Regions from separate parts of the Mus musculus genome. Here regions 2 and 3 are each linked to region 1. Evidence: chromatin contacts called from public promoter capture Hi-C data. All regions are on one chromosome and are shown on one strand. The core of a region is the stretch at or near the end of the contact, and the rest is flanking DNA. Distances in the headings are between cores, read along the strand shown.

Region 1 (2,961 bases), core at 225-2,724:
ATGTAGTTCAGAGCTGGAATACTTTAACCATAGGATTTTTCTTTTCCTTTTTCTTCTTTTGGGTCTGGATCTTACCATGCAGTTCTGGCTATCTGGGAACTCACTATGTAGACCAGGATGGCATCAGACTCATAGACATCTGTCTACCTCTGCCTCCTCAATGCTGGGATTAACGATGTGCTCTGTCTAGCAGATGATCTTTCTCTCTCATCCCTGTAGCATGCTTGAAAACACTTGATACACAAAGTGCTTGGTGGGCAATGACTTCTGGGAATCTCAATATTGCTCACCCCACCCCCACCCCCAGTGTATATGGCAGACAGCTGTTAGGTGGCCCTGATGCTCCCGCTTCCTGTTATTTACGTCATTGTGACGCCTTCTTTCCTGAATTGTGAACAAAGAGTGGTGGTATGCATCTAATGAACCGATTCAGGAGAAAGTGTGGGGGTGTCACATCTGTAATTAAGTTTTACAGAACTGTCTTCTGTCCGGCTCCCTGAATTTATTGCTAACTGGGCTTGAACACGTTGAAGATGCAAAACGCTCTGTTGGAAATTCTCACCGTTAGAACTTAGGGCAGCTTCTGACAGACAGAGATGGGGAATGGAGGTTCGGGGCTAGCAGTTTGTGAAGCGCTGAATCAGTCAGGGAAAGCCAGTTGAGCTCGGGGACAGATCAGCTCCCATGTGAACCTTTTGAGGAGATCTGGGGGAGGGGGTATTAGTTTGATCTTAAACTTAACAAGATACCTTAAAACAGGACAACCCAGATAATGGGGATTGTGGTGACCTACTAGGTTTTGGGATAATTTGTTATGGAAGCTTGGTTATGTAACTATAGACAATGAATGCATCGTTATATTTGTCTGTTTCTCTAGCAGGACCAGAAATGAGCTGATCAAAGTCTCTTGGTCCTTGTTCTGTATGTTTAGATATTTACTGATCATTGGGGAGCACCTTCCAGATCATCCAAGGTTCTGTAACGGTTGCTCCAGGAACCCACTCAGCACTGTATCAATTCCTGGACTCCCAAGAGAATAGTCTTTCCCCACCCCAACATTACTTAGTTTATATACCAGAGACAGAACCACAATAAATTACTCCTTGGAGTTTGAAATTTAAGTCTGGTCTGGAGAAGGAGAGATTACTTCCAAAGGTTCACCAGCTGAAGTGCAAAGGGCTTGCAAACTCTAGGTGGGAAATCTGGGTTGCTGTGAGCTGACTCCCTGCGTGCTAAATCAACAAACCAGGGCAAAAGAATACCTGTTTCCAGAGAGGGCTGCCATACTGAAAGAAATAAATCGCGTGAACAGTTCATCATTCTGCCTGCCCGGAGCAGAGTGAGCCAAGCAGTTAGGATTCCTCCATGGGGTCTTAGGTCCTGATCGGGTTGGGCTACCCAGGGGCGGAGCGCAGCGGGGACCCAGCCGAGGTCTGCCCCGCCCACGCGGGGCCGAAGCCCGTCGAATGACTCTGTGCAACGTGTTGGTGGCTGCAGCGGCGGCGCGGGTTCTTCCGGGCTCTGCAGCTTCCTGCCGAGCATCGCGCAGCCGCCTCGGCAGCCGGAGACCCCGGCGCAGGCCTCCCGGGTGCCAGCCTCTGGGGCTCAGGCCTCCGGGGTGCAAGCCTCCGGGACGCAGACCTCCGCACCGTGCGTGCGCATAGTGCACCATGAGCGCCCTGCCACCCCAACCGCCGCCACCGCTGCTGCTGCTGCTGCTCGCGCTCCTGGCCGCGCCCGCCGCCCTCGCTCGCAGAGCCGAGTCCGCTTCGGCCTCCCAGCCCGAAGCAGAACACCAGCCTCCGCCCGGTCCCGGGAATGCTACCCAGCTGGGATCCGGCATGGCGGGCGGGGGAAGCTCCAACAGCAGCGTCGACGCGGTGGTGACCCGCATCTCCAGTCTGCTTCGTGACCTGCCTACCCTGAAGGCGACGGTGATCGTGGCATGTGCCTTCAGCGCGCTGCTCATCGCCTGTCTGCTGCTGCGCGTCTTCAGGTGGGTCGCGTCGCCCAACTCCTTGCCCTGCTGGCTCCATGGGCGGCGTCACCATGCTGCTGCTGCCGCTGATGCCACCGCGCGTCCTCCCCACCTGCGCGCACAGGTGCTCGCTCTCGGCGCGCTCTCGCCAGGCGCGCACTTTTCTGCTCTCTGCCTGGGTGGGATCCGGAGGGCGGGCGCGTGCATTTGGTTCTTCCAGGGCACATCTCAGGAACCGTTTCCCCCTTTAAGGCTGTTTGGTGTGTTCCAAGTCCTAGATTCTATTGCTTTCCTCTGTTCACGTTTAACACCAACTTTGAGTTCCGACCACCTTCCGTGGAATGTATTTTTATGCCCACCTCACAGACAAGGAAACATTCAAAGAGAGTTGGCTTACACAGGTACTCAGCGCTTGAGGGACAATTTGGACTAGGGTTCTCCTATCAAGAACTTTGCCCCTTTCCCCCTTTGGCAGCTCTCCTCTGTTTTACCAGCTCTTCGCCCTCTTTCACCTACAGAAAGCAGAAGCAGGGAGCGAGGGATGCCAGAGGAACCTGGGGACACTTGCTTCACACACCTGATGTTGGTTACAGGTTTCAGGAGGTTTGGTGACCCATGATAGCTTTGGTGACGGCCCTCATTGTTCACTTGGAGTCAGCGAACGCCCAGAACGGCTCTGAGCTTGGAGGTTTGCAGCATTTAGCTCAAAATAGTCCCAGCCCACACAGCTGTGTACTTTTAAAAGAAGGCATTTGAAGTATTTTGCCAGTCTGCTCCTTATTACCCAAGAGTGGGGGAGAAGACAAAGCACATGTGGCCAGATGTGAGGGGACAAAGTAGGAGATGTGGCACTCAGGCCCGGAAGGGAGAGTCCTTGGCTTGGGTGTGGAAGGAAGGAAGGAGACCACTTAATGAGATAAACTGCTTCTGGGCATGATCTGTACCCTCTTCCTGGAAGACAAGCTTGTTAGTTGAGTTTCTTA
Region 2 (3,340 bases), core at 548-3,047, 560 kb after region 1:
TTTATATGCCTCAGTACAGGGGAACGCCAGGGCCAAGAAGTGGGAGTGGGTGAGTAGGGGAGTGGAGTGGGGAGGGTATAGGGGACTGTTGGGATAGCATTGGAAATGTAAATGAAGAAAATACCTAATAAATTAAAAAAAAATAAGAACTTGGCTCATCTAATGCCATTTTAGTGTGTTTGTGTGTGTGTGTGTGTGTGTGTGTGTGTGTGAGCGTATGCGTGTGTGTGTGTCAGAGGACAACCTTGAACGTTGTTCCATTCCACCTTTGGCTTTGAGACAGAGTCTCCCACTGGCCTAAAACTTCCCTGAATAGGCTAGACTAACAATTTTGCAAGCTTCCAGGGATCTGCCTATCTCTAATCTCACTACCATAACGATTATAAGCAAGATCTACTACGTCCAGGTTTGATATGAGTTACAGGGAAGGACCTCAGTCCCATGCTTGTGAGACAGGAGTACCAGCTGGGCTATCTCCCCAGCCCACTGTTTTCATCTTATTTTACCAACAATCTTACCAAAAAGATCAGTATAGAAGACTTCTCAAAGTTGCCTCATTGGTTATTCCTGGGAGACTATGGAAGTGCCCTTCTACTACTGTCCTGGTGTACCATGAAGAAGCCCCAATTGGTGGAAGGCTTGTGATTGTTTCCTCTTAGCCTACAGCTGCTGTGTTCCTGTCTGCAGCCCCCTCTCACCTTGCTTGCAAGACTCACACAGCTCCGATGCTGGGGAGCCCTGCCAAAATGTGCCAGGTGGAAAGGCATAGGCCAAGCTGACTCTCAGGGACTTGGGGGTGGAGGGACAGCTTACCTGATGAGGATGATGACAGAAGGGGTTTGGGCCATGGCCCCGATCAAGCTGCACACACACATCACACAGAGGAAGGTGAGGAAGGCCTCTTGGCACCCAGGACTGGGACATTTTCCTGGAACCACGCTGGCATTCTCAGGGGGGACAGTGGTGAGGCACGCACAGCCTGTGAGGTTCTGAAAGGGAAGGTTCAGCCATTTAAACTGGGGGTGTCTCTGGTTTCCACACCCGAGGCAATCCATCAGCTAGCCTGTCACAACCTAATTATACATTCTGTGGCATTCCATTAATTGGGCCTGAATAAACGAGTTAGCATTTTTTTTTTAAAGGAGGCTGCAAAAACACATGCAAATAAAGTAATATTTATGGGGAGGAGAGCTGGATTTCCTGTCTCCTGTGTATTTCATTTCCATTCTCAAGAAACCTTCAATAAGCTGCAGTGTAGATAAATGTGTCCCCCCCAATACAATTAGAGAGGAAATTGTGCTTCCACAATATGATAAAACATTGCCAAATTAACATCGTAATTACTTGCCAATTTGTCTTCCCTTTATGCAGTTATAATTACACCGAAGTGTATTAAAAGAAGTAAATCAGGTAACCCCACATCCTGTTGCTGGTTCAGTGCCTGGCATGGCACCCAGAACAAAGGACACACGCTGTCATGCGTGAAGCCATTGTGCCTGGTAGACCCTGATGACAGAAGGAACCTGGAAAACTTGTCCAGTGGCTGAGGAAGCAAAGGGGAGCTAAGGGATTCTGGCAGCTGATAGGATCTTACCGGGAGGAGCTCGAGAGCCCTGATGGGATACATTTATTAATATATGATCAGAGAGGAGAAAGGAAAGCAACCACGTTCCATTTGATCTTCTGAGAGGCTCTGCATCAGCAACCCCCGTTCCCAAGCAAAATTTGCTCTCCTGCTCTCCTGCAAGCTTGCCAGCTCGCTCCAGGAATTTCTGATCGCAGAGGGAGGAGCAGGGGCTGGAGGAGGCTGTTCAGAGTTCCAAGCCAATTAAGGCTCGATAATAATAGTGCAGAGGCCTTTAATGAATACAAAGCGAAAACAATCATAAATGATTCATTGCTTTTCTTTCCAGAGCTGATTGGCTTTCTGAGCGCATGCCTAGCAGGTAAACTCTCCCGAGGGGTCAGGCAGACTCCCTATAAAGCCTGTGTTTCTTCTCTTCTGCCCTTCTCCCTTCGCACTTGGTTCTCTCCTCTTCCTCGCTGCTTTCCCTTTCTTCCATCATGGGATATTCCAGACATGGGGTGTCTTTTTCCATATGAGATAGCTTCAGTGGTGTCTCAAACCCTGGAACTACTAGGGCTTTCCTGCATTGTTGTTTGGAATAGATGGTACCTTCTGGCTGTACATCTTCTAAATAGTGTGCCAGGGTAGGTATCTATGTAAATAGTCCTGTTATATACCTGGGTGTTTATGGCAATTTCCAGGTGCTGAGGCCTGACACCTGTCCACCACCACTTAAGCTATACCTAAAAACTTTACCTGGCTTTTCCAAGAGACCTACCACAGACACCACATCCCTTCATCCTCCAGATGAGCAGTTCCTCTATTCTTCCCATGATCCCTCTGAGCCCTGACCAACACCTGCCCTACAGAGACAATGGGACCTGTCAGACAGGAACAACCTGGGACACTTTCTTAAACTTCTTGCACAATGCAGCAGGACACTAGAGGAAATGCAGAAGACAGGTTTAGGATACACAGGTGGCCAGGTTGGCCTCTGCCTTTACCAGGGCTTCTCTCCATCTACAGCTCACCAGGCCATCCCAGTCTCTACCAAGAGAAGCTTGTATGGCATGATGGGAGGTCACAGGCAAGCTTCTCTAGCTGCTGATGATCAGTGGTCACAGCTCCTTACTGGCCCTGTTCTCAGCTCATTCTGACTGGCTTCCCTCTCCACCAGTGTGAGCCAGATCTCAGGAAGTTCCCCACTGGCATCCACATCCCTAGCCCACCACCCCCTGCTCCTCTCATGGCATCTCTGTTGCTCCCTGCCTCCCATGGCTCTATTCTTTGGTTCTTTGGGTTCCCTTTTTCTTCTTCTGGCTACACCTTGTCCATCTTTCTTGGCATTATCTCCCCTTTCCCATGCTAACATGGCTACGGGGTAGACTTTCTTCCCTTCCTACACCATATTTTCCTATATGTTCATGACTCTCCTCAACTTCATTTCTACTCCATATTCCCCTTGGATACTCTATATCTCCCTTCCTGGCACACAGCAATGTTGTGGTGTCAAGCTGAGCTTGTGGGGCATACTTCCCACAGTTTTCCTTCTAAGGCTGTTCCATGCTTGCAGAGTTCCTTCTCTAGTGTGGATGAAAGCTAGGCAGGAAAGAAATACAGCATTTTGTAGAAGCCGGAAGTCACAGGACACTACCCCACACTACCCCAAAATATGCCTCCTTGGCCCAAGGACTAGTTTGAGCTGATCATTTGAAGACATTTAGAGACACGGGAGAAGGTTGGACAACACAGAAGTCATCAGTTTTTAAACAG
Region 3 (3,428 bases), core at 922-3,421, 590 kb after region 1:
GAATAGAAAGCCAGGTCAAGGTCATACATGCTGAGTGCCTATTTAAGACCTCCTTAGACCCCTCCTTGATGCATTCTTGCCCATTTCATTAATCAACACCTTGTAGAGCATCACTGGGGATGGGGAGAGCTCAGGCCAGAATCTATATTCTATAAGTCATTATAACTAAAAACTCTGACTTCCAAACCACAACAAAATCCCACAAATTAAGCCCTTTTCTACTAAACCAGGCTGCTCTACCTCCCTTCTATACCACAACTTCAGGGGGTTCAAGTCAAAGATCTTTTAAGCAATTACAAGACCTTTCCATCCCCCCCCCCCCATCCCAAAAGGAAATCATTTTGGGACCGTAATCTCCAAAATGGAAACTGTAACATATATATTATACATTTGAAACACGAAAATACTTAGGCATATGTCAATGTGCCCACTATGTGATCAACATTTTGAACTATGCTCTGTAAGTATACTGAAAGAATACGTTTGATGTCGTTGGTATCAAGAAAGAGATGAAGTTCTCATCCTTTACAAAATAAGTATGAGCAAATCAAGTCCTTCCCTACACTCCCTGGTCAGCTCTCTCCCACAGGGCTGGAACATCCTAAGTCGGTCAGAGCTATCAACCTTGATTTGATCACATTGTACATAGTAACTAGTGGGATCAGCTTAGGATTTTTTGTTCTTTGGGTTTTTTTTGTTTGTTTGTTTGCTTCTTTGTTTGTTTTTTTGTTTTTCCTCGTCAAATATCCACAGTAAGGAGAGCCACAACAAAGAGTCTGGGATTATAGTTTGTCCATTGGGCTTTTGGCCTGCATCATGGTGCTGGGATATCTCCAGGATGCCCTATTCTCCTCCCCTCATCCCCAGCCTGTTCCTCTCTCAGCTGCATCCATGTTAGATCTTCTTAGTCTACTGTAATACTCTTCTCTTAAACTTTTACCACATAGGTTCCCTCCCCCACCCCAGGTGTCCTTTCTTCATTATTCAACCTAGCCTGGAAGAGGCTCCCAGGCATCTAGCCACAGGCACTTAAGGATCCAGGACAGTTGGCTTTTGGCATACACATTCTGAAGCTTATGAACCGTGTTACATCTTGAATGGGCCCAATAGTAGTGTGTGGAGGTTGCATACTCTTATCTTGCTTATGGGGCTCTATTTTTCTTACAGTGTGGTTTCCTGGGCTACAGACACTTCCTCTTATATTGGTGCTTTAACCTTGTCACATAGTCTTCAACCAGCTCTTCTCAGTTGTGCTGTGGTGACATATCCTGGATGGTTCTAGAACAGCCCTGTCTCTTCAGGATTGACACCTTTATTTGATTTATTATTATTGTTATTGTTATTATTATTATTATTATTATTATTATTATTATTGTGTGTGTGTGTGTTGCATAGATGCTTGTGTGCCAAGGCATGTGTATGGAGGTCAGGAGACAGCCTTGGATGTCAGTCTTCGCCTTTGACCTTGAGACAGGCATCTCCTCACTGTTTTCCTACCACACACGGCAGGCTAGCTGGCCTGCAGAGCTGCTGGGAATTCTGTCTCCGCCTCCCATCTCCATGAGGTTAGACACATGTCCTGTTCATCCAGCTTTTATGTAGGCTCTAGGGATTGAAACTCAGGTCCTTATAATTACATGGCAAACACTTTTACCCACTGAACCAACCCCTTAGTCCTTACACCTTTATTTTGATGTCTCTGCTGGACACCAAAATCTATATATGCTCACATCTATTATATAGAACAGTATACTACTTGTCTATAACTCACACCCATGTACCTTAGATCATCTCTAAGCTACTTACATCAACTACAAGGTGCATGTTACCCAAGTAGTTGCTAGAGCACACTGTGCAAGGAGATGATGACAAGGGAGAGATTTGTACTTTTTCAGTACAGATGCAGTTTTCTGTGGACTGCGTTTCAATCAGCGGCTCGTTAGGTTTGTGGATGTAGAACTTCCACAGATGGAAGCCAGTGGTATTTACAAAATAATTAACCAAATATAGCTGATTCATCAAGTGCCATGGCGTAAGACAAGTAAACTGATTTCAAGTAATTTGAAGACAAGTCTTATGTAAATCATAAATCATCTTCTATAAAGAGCAAAGATGGAGGCGAAATATAGGTTACTGAAAACATTGTCCAAGCGGTGTGCTTGTGACTAGACTCGGGGCTGGAAGGGAATCTGGCTCATTGGGGAGAGTGGCTGGCCTAGCATACACAGAGCTTTGGGTTTGATCTCCAAGTCTACACAAAACAGGTGTGGCACATACTGGTTATCCCAGGCCCTGGGAGGAGCAGCAGGAGAATCAGGAGTTTAAGATTATCCTCAGCTATATAATGTGTTTGGGGGCCAGCCTGAGATACATAAGATCCTGTCTCACAAAGAGGATCCGATTTAACTATACTCATATTACTAACAAAAATAAGGAATAGTGACAGGGTGCACTTGTTTCTCTCTGTGCACATGGAAAAGATCAGACACAGAGATTAAGTATTAGAAAAACCCACTAAGTGCCTATGGCCACATAAAATAAACAGGTGGGCTGAGAACCTAACCCTGCACTCCAAGGTGATGAATTAGCCAGCTGTCCTAAAGAAGAGAGCTAATTACACAGGCACAATTGCATCTCCTAGGAGACGAAACCTCCAAATGGCCCATCTAATTAGAATAAAATAATAATAGGAGACACATAAGTTTTTAATAACGCTAACAGACAAGCTCCATGCATCAAAATGACAGAACAATAGGCCGGGGACTGGCAGATATACAAAACTTAAAATTTATCATCTCTGGGAAAGATATCAAGTTTCCAAAGTGAAATTCTCCAGAGAGGAGGATTGAAGGGTTTAGTTACAGCACCGGACTGGACCAAAGGACTGGAAGCTCAGGATTACTGTGAGCTGAGCCATGGATCTGATGTCCAAGGGGATTTAGATGATAACCAGAGATGGCGGCTTCAGCTGTTCAACATGTGTTTCTGAGGCTCTAGGAAGGCAGCCTTAGGGTTAACTGAAAGCACACACAAAAAAATTAAAGTCAAAACTTTACAAAGGCTATGAACAAAGATGGTACACAAACAGCCTCAGGTCCTCGCACTTCATCCTGGTACACTGTGCTTAGAGTTTCCTGGTCTTTATGGGCACGCCGTTTGTATACTTTACAGGCCTTTTAAACATTTATGGCAATCTGACTTCTTAGAAGTATCATTTCAAATAAATGCCTAGGAGTGTTTGCTTTTAAAATCTGTGTTTAAATGTTAGGAAACTTTCCTTTGTTAAATCCATATTGTTTTAAAGTGTTGTACAAATACTCCCAGAACTGTTGACTCTGCAGTGTTTGAAAATGTAGCTTAAGAAATATGGAAAATGAACACAACATAAAATACACAGAGGGTGATCTGCTTTTCACAGTTAAAGGTCT

What was found. Promoter capture Hi-C pulls out the DNA fragments that hold promoters and counts their contacts.
Region 2: a promoter capture Hi-C map of hippocampal neurons shows a contact between it and region 1, with 2.8 times the contacts expected there. The contact joins the enhancer-like site here to the promoter of Fam174b in region 1. A contact is called at or near these places in 6 of 39 promoter capture datasets (the 3T3-L1 cell line, cranial neural crest, frontonasal cranial neural crest and 3 more) and 5 of 115 datasets of contacts at active chromatin or transcription factors (embryonic basal ganglia, embryonic hindbrain, embryonic midbrain and 2 more).
Region 3: a contact with region 1 is called in a promoter capture Hi-C map of second pharyngeal arch cranial neural crest. The contact joins the enhancer-like site here to the promoter of Fam174b in region 1. A contact is called at or near these places in 13 of 39 promoter capture datasets (the 3T3-L1 cell line, 3T3-L1-derived adipocytes, the C10 cell line and 8 more), 2 of 484 Hi-C or Micro-C datasets (both in cortical neurons), 14 of 115 datasets of contacts at active chromatin or transcription factors (SST interneurons, VIP interneurons, astrocytes and 10 more) and 1 of 9 other capture datasets (embryonic stem cells).

Annotation. Positions count from the first base shown.
Region 1 is chr7:73,738,833-73,741,793 of GRCm38.p6, forward strand. Fam174b (family with sequence similarity 174, member B) reads left to right here and starts at 1,475. Exons shown (of 3, transcript NM_001162532.1): 1 at 1,475-1,996. The coding sequence starts at 1,671.
Region 2 is chr7:74,302,309-74,305,648 of GRCm38.p6, forward strand. Slco3a1 (solute carrier organic anion transporter family, member 3a1) reads right to left here. Exons shown (of 10, transcript NM_023908.2): 8 at 814-989. Among named protein-coding and RNA genes, the nearest start is that of Slco3a1, 250 kb to the right of the region's middle. Within about 2 kb of position 1,798, at least 31 of the 459 cell types and tissues checked have an H3K27ac peak or open chromatin away from gene starts, as enhancers often do. A contact at or near this core is called in embryonic basal ganglia, forebrain and hippocampal neurons, where this site is marked.
Region 3 is chr7:74,328,035-74,331,462 of GRCm38.p6, forward strand. All of the region lies in intron 4 of Slco3a1 (solute carrier organic anion transporter family, member 3a1), which reads right to left. Among named protein-coding and RNA genes, the nearest start is that of Slco3a1, 230 kb to the right of the region's middle. Within about 2 kb of position 2,172, at least 33 of the 459 cell types and tissues checked have an H3K27ac peak or open chromatin away from gene starts, as enhancers often do. A contact at or near this core is called in SST interneurons, craniofacial prominence and second pharyngeal arch cranial neural crest, where this site is marked.